Regions from separate parts of the Gossypium hirsutum genome. Here region 2 is linked to region 1. The links are chromatin contacts, called in public Hi-C maps. All regions are on one chromosome and are shown on one strand. Each heading gives the region's core, a stretch centred on a gene start, on an enhancer-like site or on the middle of the called end of the contact. The rest is flanking DNA. Distances are from core to core; before and after follow the strand shown. Region 1 holds the start of LOC107913263. Region 2 has its middle 18 kb from the start of LOC121223055.

Region 1 (4,594 bases), core at 831-3,330:
AACCCAACTGTCACCATTCTTTTTGAAGGAACCAAAGTTGGCATAGAACCATCACCGGTGGTGGCTGCTTTTAGCTCAAGAGGACCAAATTCTATAACCTCGGAGATATTGAAACCAGACATGATTGCTCCAGGGGTTAACATTTTAGCAGGGTGGTCCGGTGCAGTAGGTCCAACGGGGTTGGCTACGGATACCAGACGAGTGGATTTTAACATCATTTCAGGAACTTCAATGTCTTGCCCACATGTTAGTGGCCTTGCAGGGTTGCTGAAGGCGGCTCACCCAGATTGGAGTCCAGCAGCTATCAGATCAGCTCTTATGACTACAGCTTATACGGAATACAAAAACAAGCAGAAAATGCAAGATATTGCAACGGGGAAACCATCCACCCCGTTCGACCATGGTGCTGGGCATGTGGATCCTGTTTCAGCGCTTAATCCAGGGCTTGTGTATGATTTGACAGCGGAAGATTATCTGGGTTTCCTTTGTGCCTTGAACTACACAGAGTTCCAAATCAGATCCCTGGCGAGAAGAAACTTCTCATGTGATGCTAGCAAGAGATACAGAGTCACTGATCTCAACTACCCTTCCTTTGCTGTCAATTTTGATTCGATCATGGGTGGGTCGAATGTTGTTAAACACACTCGAACTCTTACCAATGTGGGCTCGCCAGGAACTTACAAGGTATCGGTATCACCTGAAACTCCAGGGGTAAAGATATCAGTTGAACCACAGACTTTGAGTTTTAGCCAAGCAAATGAGAAGAAATCATATACGGTGACGTTCAGTGGTAGTTCACAGCCAACCGGTACGAACGTGTTCGCTCGTTTGGAGTGGTCTGATATGAAGTATACCGTGGGCAGTCCTATTGCAATTAGCTGGACATGATAGGAGAATAAAGGGGATGGACAGTTTTTAAACTTTAAAAAGTTGAATGGCTTCTTAAACTCACTCAACAAGATGAGATGGGGGTTGGTTCAATTGTTTTAGTGTTTTGTAGTTGCCAGATTCATGATAGCTAAACCAGCTAATAATGGAAGCTGGGGTCTTAAGTGTTTGATGTTATTCTCTGAGAGAGGGAACAATGAAAACTAGGAACATTGGTAGGTTTTCTTTCTCAGTATACAGTGTATTAATATGCTTTTAATTGCTTAGTCGATTGTTCATGCTTAAAGCAATCCATGGGCTTCTTGCTTTCGCGTTATGACTTCATATAGATGGTAATAGATCATATTCAATTCACTCGAGTTACATTATATCAGCAGGTAAGCAAAGCACAGTTTATGGGTTCCAGCCAACCATGAATTCAATGTCTCTTTTAATTTACAAGTAAACTAAATAAAAGATTTGTACATTGTGAAATATAAGTAATAGGGTATGATTTACATAAGTTAAACCTGATTGATTGAGGTGATTTCTGGGGTTTGGATATGTGTGAAGTTGGACCAACAAAAAAGAGAAAAGAGGTGAGAGCTGTTATGTTGTCTCAATGTTCCAAATGCTACGTTAATAGAATGTTTGTGCTTTAGAAGAAAAAGCGATATAAAGCAAAGATAAGAGGAAAGTGGTTCCACCATATATAGATGATATATAGGTTAACTCATATTTCTTTTTGGTATAATTACAAAACTCATATACATAATGGTTTCAATTTCACAAGTATAGTGATTTTGCTGTTTAAGGTTAGGGTAGTTGGCTTGGTTGAATAGTTTTTTTTTTTTTTTTATGTTCAACTTGCTCGATTTTAATTTAAATAGTAAAAAAAATTATTTTTAATAATAAAAATATATGAATATTAAACATAAAAAGAATTGAAAAGTGAAATAAGTTTTTGGGTCGGACTGATCTAGTTAAAAAAAAAGGGGTTTAAATCTAAAATTTTTCTCTCTACAACACAATATCGCCTATTTACAATTTTATTAAAAATTGTTTAGTGATGTGGTTGGTGGGAGAATACAGGTTGAGCTTTAAAGATGAAATTAAATTATTGGAAGAAATGTAACTTTAAATCCCGATTAAATTAATTGTCTTATATTCGAGTATAATGCATATATGATAGTATCTACCTGCAATCAATTGGAAACATTTCCCAACTAGGAACTTATGCAAGCAGGAGAAACCGAAACTCCCACATTTTCCCTTACTTTTTGTTTGCAAAGATGGAAAAAAGATCTTTAGTTACATCATCCAAACTGCAAATATAGAGAACAAAAACCCACCATCCAAACAATGCCAAAACCCTGCAAACACTTGGAGAAGGAAGAAAACAAAGTCGGTGATTATAATAATTAGATAATCACTTCTTCAATGTTATGGGTTTCGCCACGTGCAGACTTGCACTTCATGACCTATAAACACGTATCACAACATGTGGCACTCTTCCAGCGAAGCTGAAAAATATTAAATACATGGCAACCATCAAAGCAACAATCTAAAGCCAGAAGTGAAAATGGAGAAGAAGCAACAACAAGATGTGGATAAGAAGGCGGATGATAATATGGACGAGAAGAAGGCAAGCTTGGAAGGGCTGCCAATAGACGATAGCCCTTACGTGAAGTATGGGGACTTGGAAGATTACAAGCGTCGAGGATATGGAACTGAAGGCCACCAACAACCGAACCCGGGACGTGGTGCTGCAAGCTCCACCGACGCCCCCACTCTTTCTGGTGCCGCTCTCTCCTCTGAGCGACCTTTTGATGCTACGGATACCATTAATCGTCAAGGGGTACCCTGAATTGATACAGTAGATGTTGGGTTCAATTAAGAAAAAAAGCTATGTAAATTTAAATAATTTTGTTTGTTTTGGGTTCAATCAAATAAATTTAGAAATGTCGATTATGTATTTCGTGAATCAAATAAAATTTAGTAGTAATAGACTTTTATAAGTTGTGTACTTGTTATTATATTTATATATTTTCACTTAGAAATCAAATATATGATATATTGAATATTCGGTTCAATCAATCGTGATAGTCATAATATGATAGAAGTTTTAAAGATACTTTTAAGATTATTTTTCATTTTAAAAATTTTAAATTTATAAATTTTGTTTTTCTTTTTTTAAAATGAAAAATTATAGTCATATCTTATATGTATATGATGATTTGCAATATGACATTCTCTTCTTCAATAATGGATTCATGAGGTTTATCAGCTTTGTTGAGGCCCAAATTTAATCCATTTTCTTGAAAAGGGCCATTGATATATGAATCGGAGTTGACCCAATTCATCTGCTCACAATATATTATTCTTGCATGAGATCCAAGTAACATTTTCCCCCCTCAAGCTCAATGCTTTCTTACATTTTTTTTATGAAGAACAAATTATTAAATAAAATCAGAAAGACAAAAAATAGTCGACAACAAATCTTAAAAAAAAAAATCCCAAACAAGTATTAAGCCTAACCATCAACATTTTTCCTATTATAAATTAGATGAAATTGTATCAAGTCCTACCCCAATTATCAGGTAAGACTAGTCCTTATTTCTAAAGATAGAATATCAAAATCATGACAGCATCAGAAAAAAAAAATAGCGGCACCCGCATCCACCCTCCCTCGAAACTGACCAAGGATTATCTCACTCATTGGTTTATCGGTCACACTAATTCTCTTGGATGGTGGAAGGTTCACTTGGACCTTTCTAAATCTCCTCTAGTGAAATATGATTTCCGCTGGTAAATCCAGTTGAAGAAGGTTTCCCTTAACAGTTCAAGATTAAAAACGTAAACATTTCTTAATCTTTCTTCCTTTTCAGCTTGGCATTATCATTTATAGCCTTCAAATGCGTAGTTCTCTTGATCTAGAGAAAGCTTTTGAACCTTTTCATTTGACTAGGCTTCATAACCTTAATATATGTAATTGTCTTTGATTCACCAAGTGTGGAAAGGTTCATGAAAAGTTTACTGACAAAACTCTCATCTCTTGGGCAATGTTTGGTAGGAAGGCTCCAAACCTTCGGATGAATTTCTCTAATATTCCTTTCTAAGTTATGTAGGGCCATAGCATTGAAAAATATAACTGAGCTTGAAGACGGGATATCTGAGATTAATAGATCATAACAACAGGTATGCTATGCCAAAAACAAGGCCTTCTCTTCTTGGCCATTTAAACAGGCAGTGCCTTTTAGCTGTTAATACCATTAATCCAGACTACTTCTTCAAACTCAACTAAATTTAGTATCCTCGATCTAAGCTTAGTTTTTGTTGTGTAGGATCCATTATATGACAAGCACAGAGCATACTTCTAAACTCACGGGAGATTTTCTTTCAGCGATATACCATGATCAGATAGGAAGAGAATAGAGAGGCTTTTAGAAAGACATGATTTAATAGAACACACTAGTATTTTATTTTTTGAAACTCGTTATATCTTACAACTAAGATTTTCTTTCCTTACATAGAGGAGGAAATCTGGGTGAGAGGATAAAAGGATAAAAAGAGAGAATAAGAAGGAATCTACTTTTCTTTCTTAGTATAATGACTCATTAAGCTTTTAAAAAGTAAAAGTACAATAATTTACATGACTCAGATAATAAGACAAATGACTCAGCATCCTTTAGTCAGTATTATAATCTGTGTTGACGTCAGAGGTGAG
Region 2 (4,078 bases), core at 683-3,182, 62 kb before region 1:
GTTTTAGATATGCTCCACATCAAATTCAATCTAGCATTTAATGTCTTGATTAACGATTAACCTGATGAAAGCACTTGAATGATACAATGTTAATACTTTAAAGAGCCAATTAAAATATTTAAAGTTTAAAAATTAAGGTATTGTTTGATAAGTTAGAATTTGAAGTGCTAAAAAAATTAAGTATTGAATTTTAAAAAATTACATAATTTATATTACAAAATTGTTTGGCATATTAGTAAAAATGTACTAAATATAATTTTTATTTGATAGTAAAAAATTTGATCATTGAAATCCATTTTTAAATAAGTTTAATCTTATTAATATAGTATTTTATATTAGTTTTGGATAAAAGGTGAGTTTTTGATTCACAGGTGGTGTACTTTTTTTATTCCACAAACACCATTAAAAAATTGATACGTGACTCTTTTTAAAAAATATATATGTTTTTCAATATTTTACTATACCCTTATGAAACATTTGTCAACCCCTAACCCTACTTATGGAGTTAAAAAACCCCATTAACTATGTATCAAATAATTTCCCAAAGTTAAAAATAATAATTGGAAATTTTTATTTTTACCAAAAGTATAGAGATAATTTATTTCAAATATAAGTGTTTTTAAAAATAAAATCTAACAAACATTTTTAGCATTGAGTGATAAGTAAACTATTTACCTAGTTGTCCTATGTAATAATTTTGTATACAAATTTTGTATTAAACAAAAATTAAATATTATTATAAAAAAACATTTAAAGTATTAAATGTTAACACTTCAAAAAGAAATCTAAAACTCAAGAAATAAAATAATTGTGGATCAAATTATAAGTTTACAAATAAAAATTCTAAGATAAAAATCTCATAGAATTCAGAGAGTAACACCATGTTTAGGATTGAATTTTTAATGTATTGTTTTTAGAAATTAAAAAAAAGATAATGATGAGATATTAAAGAAATTAAAATTATCTTTCATATTCTAAATAATAACAAGAAAATTAATAATCCAAATTCAAATTTTATTATGAATTGTTTCTTCAAAATGGTTTGATTTCAAAAGTAGAAGATTAAGTTAATTAAAATAATTTCAACGAATTTTAGAAGATTAAGTTAATAATTCAAATTTATTAAAGTATAAAATTTAAAAATTGGGATAAGTATTTGAAGGTTAAGTAGGTTTAAATATAAATTAGAAGTTTTAGATAAATATTTTAAAATAAATAAAAATCCACGTAAGCGTCAATACTAGTCTTATGAAGTCGGTATGTATCCCCTTTTATGATTAATATATTTGATTTTTTTTTGACGAATAATATGTAGATTTTAAATTTGTTAAAATTATAATTAGCTTCTGACGTCCAAGAAAAAAAATTTATTAAAATCAAATAAAACAGTGGAAGAAATAGTTTAGTTGAAGTATTAAAATTTTAGTTCAAATTTTATTATAAAAATAATTATTTATTTATGTATAAAATATGAAAGGTAACAATCGTTTTTTAATAATATAATTTATATTACAAAATGAATAATTTTTTTTATCATTTTCCAATTAAATGTCTAATTAATTTATTATGTCAACTCAATTAAAAACTTCAATAATAGTATAAGTTTTTTCTTTAGTATAATATTTAAACTTACATAATAAATTAACAATTTTAATTTGTATCACATGTATAGTTTCATTAAAAATATTATTTACGTGAAATAAAAATTCGGTAAAGTCTGTTGAATAGCACGTTTTCTCTGTCTGCTGAATTGCACAAAGTATCAAAATATTAGGGTTTTGTGGCGGCTTCAAGTCCTGCAAAAGTTGAAGGAAAAACCGTTAAGTGTTAAAACGATGAATGAAGAACTAGCAAATTCGAATATATCCGATGATGAAGAGGATGAGGACTATGAGTTGTGCTCGGTTGGGAGGGTATTAACGGAGAGTGTGGTACACATTCCATCCATGAGACAGGCGCTAGCAGAAGTATGGCATCCAGTGGGCGGAATTTCTATTAAAAACTTAGGAGAGAAAAGAACCCTGTTTAGGTTTTATCATTAGATCAATATTAAAAGGGTTATCAAGGGTACACCGTGGTTCTTCAATAGACACCTAATTTTGTTCCAACGATTGGAGAAGGGGTTACGGTCGCTGCAAGTACCATTATATTTCACAGAGTTTTGGGTACAAATACATTATCTATCGAGAGGTTTCATGTCCGAAGGAATGGCACGCCAACTTGGTGATTTTATTGGAAAATTCATGGAGTATGATGTGGCTTCACTAACTAAGGGAATTAAAAAATTTAAGAGGGTGAGAGTTAAGTTGGATGTTCGAAAACCCCTAAAAAGAAAGAAAATGATAGCTATTCATCAAAACGAAAAACATATGCTATGTTTCAATACGAAAAGCTTTTATTATTTTGCTATCTGTGGCAATTAGAGCATGGAGAAGGTTTCTGTCCAGTTAAATTAACATTGGAATCATAAGTTGCTTTTGGATGGGATCTATCAATAGAATACCGATAAGAATGAGGTAAATGGAAGATAGCAAGTGGCTGAGAGAAGATAGATCGAGTTCCAAATCGATCGTTGGGGGACAATTAGGAGACAATGGGGAGAGATTGGCTGGAGTTAATCCAAACCTTAGCCCACATCAAGGAAGGAGAGGAAAGGACACCACTAGGTTAGAAGGGATAAATTATGGAGGAGAGGATGTGAGGTATATGGAGCTTAGATCAAACACGAAGGAAATTCCTATTGGAGTGATTGATACTAAGAAAAGACAGAGGTTGTATTCAATGAGTTCTATTGTTTCTCATATAGTGGATTCAAAAAATTCTCCTATTATATCGACGGCTACTGAAAAGCAAACCGACCGATCACAATGAAACTACTAAGTTTGAATGCCCATGGATTGGAGCACCCATGAGCAGTAAGGCATCTCAAAAACAAAGTGAGACATATACAACCCCAGGTTTGATTTCTCATGGAAACCAAAGTAAGTGTAAAAAAGATGGAACGAATTCAAAAAAAGTGTATTAATGCAGATGCCACTAAAAGGGGACTATCGTTGGGTTGGAAGCAAGAGTATAACATTCAATGACGAAGCTTTTCATCATCACATATTGGTGTTGAAATAACAGAAGAGGAAGGTGCAAAAGTATGGAGATTTACGAGGTTTTATGGATCACCGGAGGAACCTTGCAAGAGGGATTCTTATAATCTTCTACGACATTTAAATAATACCAACAACCTACCCTGGTTAGTGGTAGGAGACTTTGATGAAATTCCTTTTCCTTTTGAAAGAAAGGAGAGCGTCAACGAGAAGAGAATCAAATGTTGGCATTCCGCCAAGCCTTAAACGATTGTAATCTCACAGATATAGGATTTTTGGGTCAATGATTTACATGGGAGAGAGGCAGACTTCCGAATAGTGAGCAATGTTTCCAAATTTTCAGGTAAGACACCTTACACATTCTATGTCATATCACTGCCCAATTCTTGTAAATATATTGGATAGTAGTTCAAAGTAGAAGGGACAACGACAACCAAAATTCAAATTCAATGCGAATTTGGTAATTGACAAAAGGCCTTGAAAGTGAAATATAAGTGGTGGGAAAAAGACGAAAAGGAGGTTCCTATTAAATTTGAAGCAATAGGAACAAAACTAAACTATTGGGCTAAGGTGAATCAGTTGGGAAGGCAGCGTCAAGCAGCCTATTGGAATGTGAGATTAGAAGAATTAAATGCGAATACTCCAGATGAAGAAAATTTGGCAGAACTAACAGAGATAAAGCTTACACTAATCTTAAAAGTATACAATGAGGAGTTATTTTCGGAACAACATGAACGAGCAAATTGGTTGCGTTTTGGAGATAGCAACACGTCGTATTTCCATAGCATTGTGTCGGCTAAAAAGAAAAAAAGAACACAATTCAGGAGCTCAAGAACAACAGTGGGGAATGGGTTAAGTTGCTTGAATTCGGCTAATAAGGTGTTATGGAAATGGTCAAATGCTTGATGAAATGGTTTGCTTGAATTTGCATTGAAGGTTAAGTTGCTTGTGGAACTTAGCGCGTGTGTGTATATCAAATG

What was found. Hi-C and Micro-C count contacts between places; a contact is called where the count stands out from the background.
Region 2: a contact with region 1 is called in a Hi-C map of fibers, with 2.2 times the contacts expected there. The contact joins the enhancer-like site here to the promoter of LOC107913263 in region 1. A contact is called at or near these places in 12 of 34 Hi-C or Micro-C datasets (callus, fibers, hypocotyl and 3 more).

The regions. Positions count from the first base shown.
Region 1 is chrD11:27,487,775-27,492,368 of Gossypium_hirsutum_v2.1, reverse strand. It overlaps LOC107913263, which reads left to right and starts at 2,080. Exons shown (of 1, transcript XM_016841790.2): 1 at 2,080-2,885. The coding sequence starts at 2,450. The coding sequence ends at 2,734. It overlaps LOC107913264 (subtilisin-like protease SBT1.7), which reads left to right. Exons shown (of 1, transcript XM_016841791.2): 1 at 1-1,197. The coding sequence ends at 888.
Region 2 is chrD11:27,550,630-27,554,707 of Gossypium_hirsutum_v2.1, reverse strand. No RefSeq gene overlaps it. Among protein-coding and RNA genes, the nearest start is that of LOC121223055, 18 kb to the right of the region's middle. Within about 2 kb of position 1,932, at least 5 of the 9 cell types and tissues checked have an H3K27ac peak or open chromatin away from gene starts, as enhancers often do. A contact at or near this core is called in fibers, where this site is marked.